Regions from separate parts of the Callithrix jacchus genome. Here region 1 is linked to region 2. A link is a contact called in public Hi-C data. All regions are on one chromosome and are shown on one strand. The core of a region is the stretch at or near the end of the contact, and the rest is flanking DNA. Distances in the headings are between cores, read along the strand shown.

Evidence for each region. A called contact is a pair of places that touch in the nucleus more often than the background predicts.
Region 1: a Hi-C map of skeletal muscle shows a contact between it and region 2, with 11 times the contacts expected there. The contact joins two enhancer-like sites. A contact is called at or near these places in 2 of 3 Hi-C or Micro-C datasets (both in skeletal muscle).

The regions. Positions count from the first base shown.
Region 1 is chr6:125,222,909-125,227,424 of calJac240_pri, forward strand. No RefSeq gene overlaps it. Among named protein-coding and RNA genes, the nearest start is that of ICOS, 38 kb to the right of the region's middle. Within about 2 kb of position 1,978, at least 3 of the 16 cell types and tissues checked have an H3K27ac peak or open chromatin away from gene starts, as enhancers often do. A contact at or near this core is called in skeletal muscle, where this site is marked.
Region 2 is chr6:125,120,325-125,125,004 of calJac240_pri, forward strand. No RefSeq gene overlaps it. Among named protein-coding and RNA genes, the nearest start is that of CTLA4, 61 kb to the right of the region's middle. Within about 2 kb of position 2,692, at least 2 of the 16 cell types and tissues checked have an H3K27ac peak or open chromatin away from gene starts, as enhancers often do. A contact at or near this core is called in skeletal muscle, where this site is marked.

The sequences.
Region 1 (4,516 bases), core at 728-3,227, 100 kb after region 2:
TTTTTAAGGCAATTAAACTATTCGGCATAAAACTACAGTGGTAGACATATGTCATTATACGTTTGTCCCAACCCATAGAATGTACACCAAGAGAACCAATGTAAACCATGAACTCTGAGTGATAATGATGTGTAAATAAAGGTGCATTGATTGTAACAAATGTACCACTTTGGTGGGGAATCTTGATAGTGGAATAGGTTGTGTATGTGTGGGGATGGGGATATTTGGCAACTGTCTACTTTTCACTCAGTTTTACTGTGAACCTAAAACTGCTCTAAAAATAAAATTTATTATTAATAAAAAATATACAGAAGCATTTAGGAAAGTAAGAGGATCTTGAAGGCTATTCACACTTTCTTGTGCATTAGTTTGGGAGGGTCATTTTTTCTCTATCTAGGGGGAAAATAGCTTTGATTATGGGTAGAAAAAGGAGGAAAATGGTAATCTTACAGTTTAGGGGCATGTAATAGCACTAAACTTGGGGAGGTAGAAACTAGTAGGTTGTAGGTAATAAGGAAGGTAAAATGGTACCAATAATTTTTGCCAATTTAAAAGTGATATCCAAGTGTACTGGGTCAACTTGACTGGGTTAAGGGATGGCCAGATAGCTGGTAAAACATTAATTCTAGGTGTCTCTGTAGGGTGTTTCTGGAAGAGAATAGCATTTGGATTGGTAGACTGAGTAGAAAAGTGCAGATGGGTATTATCCAATCCATTGAGGGCCTGAGCAGAACAAGGAAAGGCAAATTTACTCCCTTGAAGCTGCAGCATGTATGTACTTGTGCCCTTAAACGTCCGTGCTACTGGTTCTTGGGCTTTTGTACTTAGACTGGGACTCATGCACTGGTTCCCCTGGCCCTCAGGCCTCCGGGTTTCAACTGGAACTACACCATCAGCTCTCCCAGTTTTCCAGTTTGCAGGTGGCATACAGTGAGATTTGGCAGCCTTCATAATTGTGTGAGCCAATTCCTAGTATACATCTTTTATATATTTACATATATCCTACTGATTTCGTTTCTCTGGAGAACCCTAACTGACATACCCGGGGTTGGGCCTATGTTGTATGAAGGCAGCGCTGTGTTGATATGTGTGAGTGTGTGTATAGATAAGTTTTTAACAACATAATTATCTGCATGTGTAATATTTTGTCTTCCTTTCTAAAGTCGTTACCTCATACCTCTTCTTGTTTTATTGCATGAACCAGAACTTCTAGAGTAATGTTGAATAACAGAGAATGATAATTGGATTCCTAGCCTTGTTCCTGATTTTAATGTGAACATGCCTGGAGTTTTAATGTTAAATATAATGCTTACTTTTGATTTCTGTTAATAATCCAGGATTAGAACAACACATCCATAACAATAAAATGTACTAAGAAGTTTTATTACATTTCAGCAAATGTCTATTAATAAGTTAAAATTAATTTTTCTATTATAACTTTTGCAAATTTCATAACTTTTTAGTTTCACAGCTTTTTATATGTACATATACTTACACATACATCGTTTTCACAGATGCAGAAATGTGTGACATAAGTACTTTAATACATCCTTACCCCACCTTCTCCTCTATCCCAGATTAACAACCTTAAATATATCCTTCTGTACTTCTGTGATAATAACGTATTTCTTTATATATGTATATTGTATGCACATTTTTGCATTTTGCTTTTCTCCTTTAACAATATTTCATGGAAGTACCTCCAAGTTAAACAGATGTTACATTTTAGTCTTGCTCTGCTATTTATTAACTGCATGTTCTTAGGTAGGTGAACTAACTTTTCTGGCACAAGTTTTTCTACTTAAACATGAGGACAACTATTCCTTTCTCCCAGGACTACTGTCAGAACCAAATGATCTCATATATATAAAGCGCTAAATATGGAACCTAGCACATCATAGGCTCTAAGCAAGTGCTACTCAATGTCATGTCCAGTACAGGAAAAGCAAGCCTTTGTCCTCTCCTCTCTAGCAGTTATGGCCTCTAGGCTGAAGATTTGTAACTCTGTCAATGCCTGAGCACCTGCAGAGGGTCTTGGAGGATGCTCTGGGTGTCGGTTTCATCCAGAGCAATAGTTCTGGAGCCCCATGACCTGGTTTTGAATCCATGCATCATCACTTCCTAGCGTGGACAACTTTCTAAATCTCTCTGTACTTCAGTTTCCTCATCTGTAGAATGGAAATAACACTATCTGTCCGTTACCCTTATTGTGAGTGTAATGAAATGATGCGTGTTACACACTTGGAGCAGTGCCTGATACACTGAAAGGCCTCAATAAGTATAAGTGAGTGAAACGACAGGGCACAAGTTCTGAAGCCAATTGGCTGAGCGCCACCATTTGCTGGCTATTGGACCTTGAGCAAATTATTATTGCTATTAAAAGTATTTGCAAAAACTGAAATTATTTTTGCACCAACATCATACAAGCTGACTTAGATCCGAATCCTCATCTGTGAAATGGGGCTAATCCCCACTTTCAAGCACTCCTTTGAGAGCAAATTAAGATTCTGAACAAAAGTGGTAATATGTAGTAAGTGCTCAGAGCAGGCTGCTTCCCTGCCAGGGTTATAGCCCAGCCAAGGGACTGAATGTGCTTGGCTGTCCTAGGACTGTATCCAGCCTTCATAATTCTCTCAGTTCCAAACATGGCCTGCCAACGAACTTTCGGAACACAAGTTCACTGTGAATTGGGACATGCCTGCTTCTCATCTGTCCATTCTCTTCAGGTGTAGGGGTCATGCCTTGCTCTCAGCAGACATTGCCACCTCATTTTGTTTCTTCCCGGTAAAGGGGAATACATATTTTATTTAAAAGTTACTCATCTTGCTCTCTGGGGCATGGAACTATTGTTGGTTTAGTAGGCTTTGTAGGATGACTGTGGTGTGTGTTTATAGTTAGAGGAAGTGGGAATGGGACCAAGATGAGATGATGTATATTAATTTCAGCTGACTTTCCTGCCCTCACCAGGATATTGCAATCCTCCAAGGACGTCGGTTTCCTTTTCAAATCTCTGCATGGAAGCTCTCTCACTTCCTTCCTCCTAAAGCAAAGCTACACACACACACACACACACACACACCACACACACACACACACACACACACAGAAAATGCGGTTTCCAGGCAGACTTCTCCCTCAATGCAAACACAAAATCCTCTCAAGAGAACAATTCATGGAGCAAACATCATCACATCAGACAATTTGTCCATCTCTTCTTGCTGAGACTTACCTGCTACTGTTGGCAATACAGAAATTCACTGCATTTGCTCTGAGCCTGTGCATAAAACTGTTAAAAATTTTTTTTCAAAAACCCTGTACCTTACACTGCATTGCATGCATGCCTATGGGGCCAGTTCATGATTTATTTTTATTTTTTCGGAAAAGGAACAAAAGCATTTGCACAGCTGTGGGTTTAGGGAATTAAGTATGATTCAGCAGTACCCTCTGCTGGCCTGTTTGGGAACTGTAGAAAGCTCTGAGGTGAAGGAATCTTGGGATTGCAGAGCAGGAAACCTTTAGAAATAATTGGTTTCTTTTCTTTGTAATCGATAAAATAGGAGATACTTCACTCCCACCTTATTCAAGTATGTTTAGTTTCATGAAACATTTCTCCATATTTTAATAAATTGCAATCATCCCATTACTTTTATTTTTTATTTTTTGGCAACCCATGAGAACAAACAACTGCATTTCTGTGCGTGGTGTCTGGAGTAATTGGAATATTCCATCCGGGCCACACTTCGCCTGTCTCCACTCAGGTGGCACAATTCCAGGAAGTGGTGTCCAGTTCTACCTTTTAGTTGAAGAAGATTCTGTCATTCATCGACTGGAGTGAGTATCGATGAACAGAACAGGTTCTGTGTTCAATCACAGCCGGTTCCATTTGAATCATTTTTCCATGCTCTGGATACCAAGTATTTGTGCTACGTGTAAAAGGAATCAAGCTGGCTAACTTCAAGGAGATCAGATGCTCTGTTTTCTCCATCAAACATTCTGAACAATTGTTACCTTATATCCCTTACATAAAGACCATGCTTCCCGTACCTGGAACCTAACCAATTTTGAAATTTGCACTAAAGTGATACTGAAAAAGCACATCATGGTCATTATCAGTTTTACAGAAAAACTAATAGGCTGAAGTGCTGCTAATTGATGGAATTCCCAGAGCAGAGCACTGATTTTTCAAAATTAGTAAACATTAAAAACACACAGTTGAGCCAACTGGAAAGCATGTTCATATAATGGAAAAATAGGGAGTAAAATATTTGGATTCCAGATTCTGCCACTTGCTACTTTTTAAGCCTTAGATTTCCTATCTGTCAAATGGAACTGCTATGAGGATGAAATGAGACAATGCTTGTTAAATTCTTAGCACAGTGTATAGAAGCTTACTTAATAAAGATCAGTTTCTTCACTCTATGTCATGCAGGAAAAGAGAGAAAAGTTGAAACAGAGTTTACAGTTGATAAAGCTTGAGTTGTGGAATTTGAATTACAAAGCTGATGTGCCTTTTCAG
Region 2 (4,680 bases), core at 1,442-3,941:
GCCAAAGAATGAAAGCGGAGGGGTAGGATGTAGAAGAGGAGGGTGGGGCAGTGAGACCTGGAATACCAGACATCAAGATTCTGGTGGCGCAGTTCCTGCTGAGGGCAAGGTCCAGGGTGTGCCTGCACCAGGAAGTGTGGAAAGAGTGAATGGGAAAGAGTGCAGGTGAAGGTCAGTGAAGCAGAGGAAGTTAAAGTGCTATGAGGTGGTGAGTGACTCACCCCAATTATGTCAGCCCATCCGTGCTGGTGACCTCTTCACCAGAACTGGAGAAATATGGCTAGAGAAACCTTCAGCTTCCCTTTAAATGTAGCAGGGAAGAGCAAGTCAGATGCCTCCCAGTCCACTGTCTACTCTGAGGAACAGAGAAAAAACTCTTCACACTTGCACTCTCAGAGAAGAAAGCACATCAATCAACTCGGCTGTCTCAGGGGACACGCCGTGATGTCTCCATATGTTATGATGGCATCTGTGGCACTGGGACAGGCAGGGCTGTTTCTGCAGATCCTCCAGCTTCACATGATTATGCCGGTGGACAACTCATTTCACATCTCGGGTCCTCTCAGTGTTTGTGACATTGTCAAAGCAACCCTGGCCTGGGGTACCCCTTTCTTGATAATAAAACCGATAGCAACAATGACAACAGTAGCGGTTGACATGCTGAATTGGTTAGGGGTTGTGTTCAGCTGCAGGTAGCAGAGACCTGAAAAACACTGGTTTAAACCAGACCTGGGTTCTCATTTCCCTCAGGTAACATGAAGTTCAGGGATAAGCATCCCATGAGAGGAAGAGCAGCTCTGCACTGTTTTTCATGTCAGGAGCCTCCAGCCTCAGCCTCCCAAGTAGCTGGGACCACAGGTGTGTGCCACCATGCCCAGCTAATTTTTTTACTTTTATTTTTGTTTTTAGAGATAGGGTCTTGCTCTGTTGACCAGGCTGGACTTGAACTCCTGTTCTCAAGTGACTCTCCTGCCTTGGACTCCCAAAGTACTGGGATGACAGGCATGAGTCACAGTGCTGAGCCACTTGGGATTTGGATGTAGTGCATGTGTACCAGATATTGCTCACTGAAGATGGGACTGGGATGACTGCACCAGGATGTGAGGAATTGGGTTAGTTTTCATGTAGCATGGAATTTAAAATGCCAGAAAGTGTTTTGGAAATGGTGAAATCTGAGTCCTCTTCTATGATTATCCAACTGTAATAGGGAAGTGGAAGCTACACTACCAGTACAGTGGCTGTTGCAAAGATGGATGGACCTGAGGCTTCTGCCTTGCACTGTTTAGAGCTGACTGATTCTGTGAGGGGTGGAACTAGGTATTTATTTAGCAGTCACCTTCTGCCATCTATGGGTTCATATGTTTCATTGCAGTTACAGGGGAGTAGGCTGTGACACCTTCAGACACAAAGCTGATGTTTCTGTTAAACTAGTTATACCTCCTTTTTGTCTACAAAAGCCATTTTTTCAGTATGCTTTTGTTTTTGATAGATAAAACACTTTTTGTGATGTTAAATAATTATTTCTTTGGAATAAGGGGGGAAATTTATATTGAGACATGCATGAGGAAGGACCTGGATGCCTGAATTCCATTTTTTAGTGTGTTTTTAATAGCCAGGAAATTCTTCCCTCTGCATTAAAAGATGAAGCCGTCATTTAGAAAAGTACTGTAAGGCTTGTATTTTCCCCCAGGCTACAGGAAAAGGGGACCAGGAGTTGGAGTGATTTCTGCTTTCTATTGTTCTAATGCTTTATTTTTAGCATCAACTGGGGTAGGGGAAGCCACGGATTGTGACAGAGGAAACCTGGAAGTGCTGTGAAGGGCAAGACGGGTGGTAGGTGGGCAGTAGGCATGGGAAGTCAGGGAGGACTTTTTAGAGGGGATGAGGTGGCTTCTGGGTTTGAAAAGATTTGAAGGCCTCAGGGAGAAAGGATAGGCTGGTGGAAAAGACCACCTGCTCCTTATGTTCTGTGTCTGCAGTTCAAGAGAGCTTCATGCAGAAAGAGGACACAAGTTTCTCACAAGGCTGCCTCACAACTAGCTTCCTTCCTTTGGATCTCCATGTCTATTTTATCTTCCTGTTTCTGTGTGAAGCTCCCTCTCCTTCTCTCTGGTTCAACCACATTGGTCTCTTTCAGTTTCTGGAAAGCACTATGGTCTCCATTACCAGGGGCATTTGCATCTGTTGCCTGCTCTGCTAGAAACTCTCTGTGTCCTGGGAACTGCTCTCCATCCCTTTATCTCAGCTTGAAACTCACTTCGTCAAGGAGGTCTTGCCAGATCCCTCAGATTGGCTCTATGTGTCCATCATATTTGTACTTTTCAGAGCTCAGATTCCATGTCCAACATCAGCCTTCTTTCTATGGCAAGTATGGCACTGTGCCTATAACCCCCTTATCCAGGAAGAGGGACATGGAGGGGTCCGGAGGGGACAACAGTAACAAAACGGTACCTATTTCATTATTAAGTTTTCTTTGGAGGTTTATTTTAGAAGGTAGGCTAAAGGTGACCAAATGTGCCCACTCATCAACTCATGGTATGGTTAGGGGAGAGAATACTGTGGGTGTCATTTTCCCAGCACAGTAATGGAGTGGGCCTCCGTCTTCTAATTCCTCCCTGGTCCTGTGGGGACAGGAGGGCATCACTCTGGGATGCAAGCTCTGTCTTTCCTCCTACCCGCAAGGGTGGAATAGGATGGTGACTGTGCAGAGAGGGCTCTGGCTGGAGCATGACGAGACCACTAAACTCAGGAAAATGGGAAGGAGACTTTTCTCTGTCTCCTTCCATTACTTGAGATAAGCTATTTCCCAGAGTGCAAGGACAGACTGGAAAGATTAATCATGGCCACAGGACAACCCTTCAACTTTTTTTTTTAATTTTGAGGATGAGAAATCGAAAAGGTAATCCAGAAGGCTAATTTGGGTGCAGACTTTGGGGAAAATTAAAGAAGATGAGTCCTGGAGAGATGTGTGAGAGTCAGGGCTGACATAGAATGCACAAAGTGGTGTCTGGAAGGAATCCTGGGTCTTAGCATCTGCGGTGTGCTAAAGTGGTATAGCAGAGCTGCCAGGGACACCTGCCTCAGCTGTTAGTGTCAAGATGGTTTTGAAAAACCACTCACAGAGTTTTGTGGAAAACTGTTGTCTCACATGGCCCTGGGCCCTGTGAGTGTCTTGTCAGCACGATTTGACACTCATGAGAGAATTGCTTTTGGTTGCCAGCAGGAAGCACCTGGTTTTGCAAAGCTGTGACAAAAATAGGAACTGGCATATAGGCAGTCCTGGTCATTTGACTACTGAAGAGATGTGAGAATGACCCAGGGGAGGGAGGACACTAGGAATTTATAGTTGTATCATGGTAATAGTAGGCTTCCTGGGGAATGAGGTCAAATAAGAAGAGGAGTCACTGACACCCCTTAAGTTTGAGTAAACCCTTGTAGGCTCAGGGGGTTGCTCACGCTATACATACAGAGTTGGCCAAAATCTTTGAATCCAGTTTGGCTAACACCATAATCATCAGTTTGACAAGAGAAAATCCCAAGCATTTGTATTTAGGAATATATATTGATTTTTTAAAAATTTTACTTTAAGTTCTGGGGTACATGGTCAGATCTGGCAAGATTATTACATAGGTATACACATGCCATGGTGGTTTGCTGCCTCCATCCCGTTGTCACCTACATTAGGCATTTCTCCTAATGTTATCCCTCCCCAATTTCCCCACCCTCTGCTATCCTTCCCCTAGTCCCCCACCCCCCAACAGACCCTAGTGTGTGATGTTCCCCTCTCTGTGTCCATCTGTTCTCATTGTTCAACACCCACCTATGAGTGAGAACATGTGGTGTTTAGTTTTCTGTTCTTATGTCAGTTTGCTGAGAACAGTGGTTTCCAGATTCATCTATGTCCCTGCAAAGGACATGAACTCATCCTTTTTTATGGCTGCATAGTATTCTATGGTGTACGTGTGCCACATTTTCTTTATCCAGTCAATCCTTGATGGGCATTTGGGTTGGTCCCAAGTCTTTGCTGTTGTAAACAGTGCTGCAAGAAAAATATATGTGCATGTGTCTTTATAATAGAAAGAGTTATAATCCTTTGGATATATACCCAATAATGGGATTGCTGGGTCAAATGGAATTTCTATTTCTAGGTCCTTGAGGAATCACCACACTGTCTTCCACAATGGTTGAATTAATTTACACACCCACCAATAGTGTAAAAGCGTTTCTATTTCCCACATCCTCTCCAGCATCTGTTGTCTCCAGATTTTTTAACGATTGTCATCCTAACTGACATGAGATGGTATCTCAATGTGGTTTTGATTTGCATTTCTTTAATGACCAGTGATGATGAGCTTTTTTTCATATGTTTCTTGGCTGCATAAATATCTTCTTTTGAAAAGTGTCTGTTCATATTCTTCACCTTCTTGGTGGGATTGTTTGTTTTTTTCTTGTAAATTTGTTTTAGTTCTTTGTAGATTCTGGATATCAGCTCTTTGTCAGATGGGTAGCTTGCAAAAAATTTTTCCTGATCTGTTGGTTGCCAGTTCACTCTAATGATTGTTTATTTTGCTGTGCAGAAGTTCTTAAGCTTAATTAGGTCCCATTTATCTATTTTGGCTTTTGCTGCCATTGCTTTTGGTGTTTTAGTCATGAGGTCCTTGCCTTGTCTATGTCCTGAAT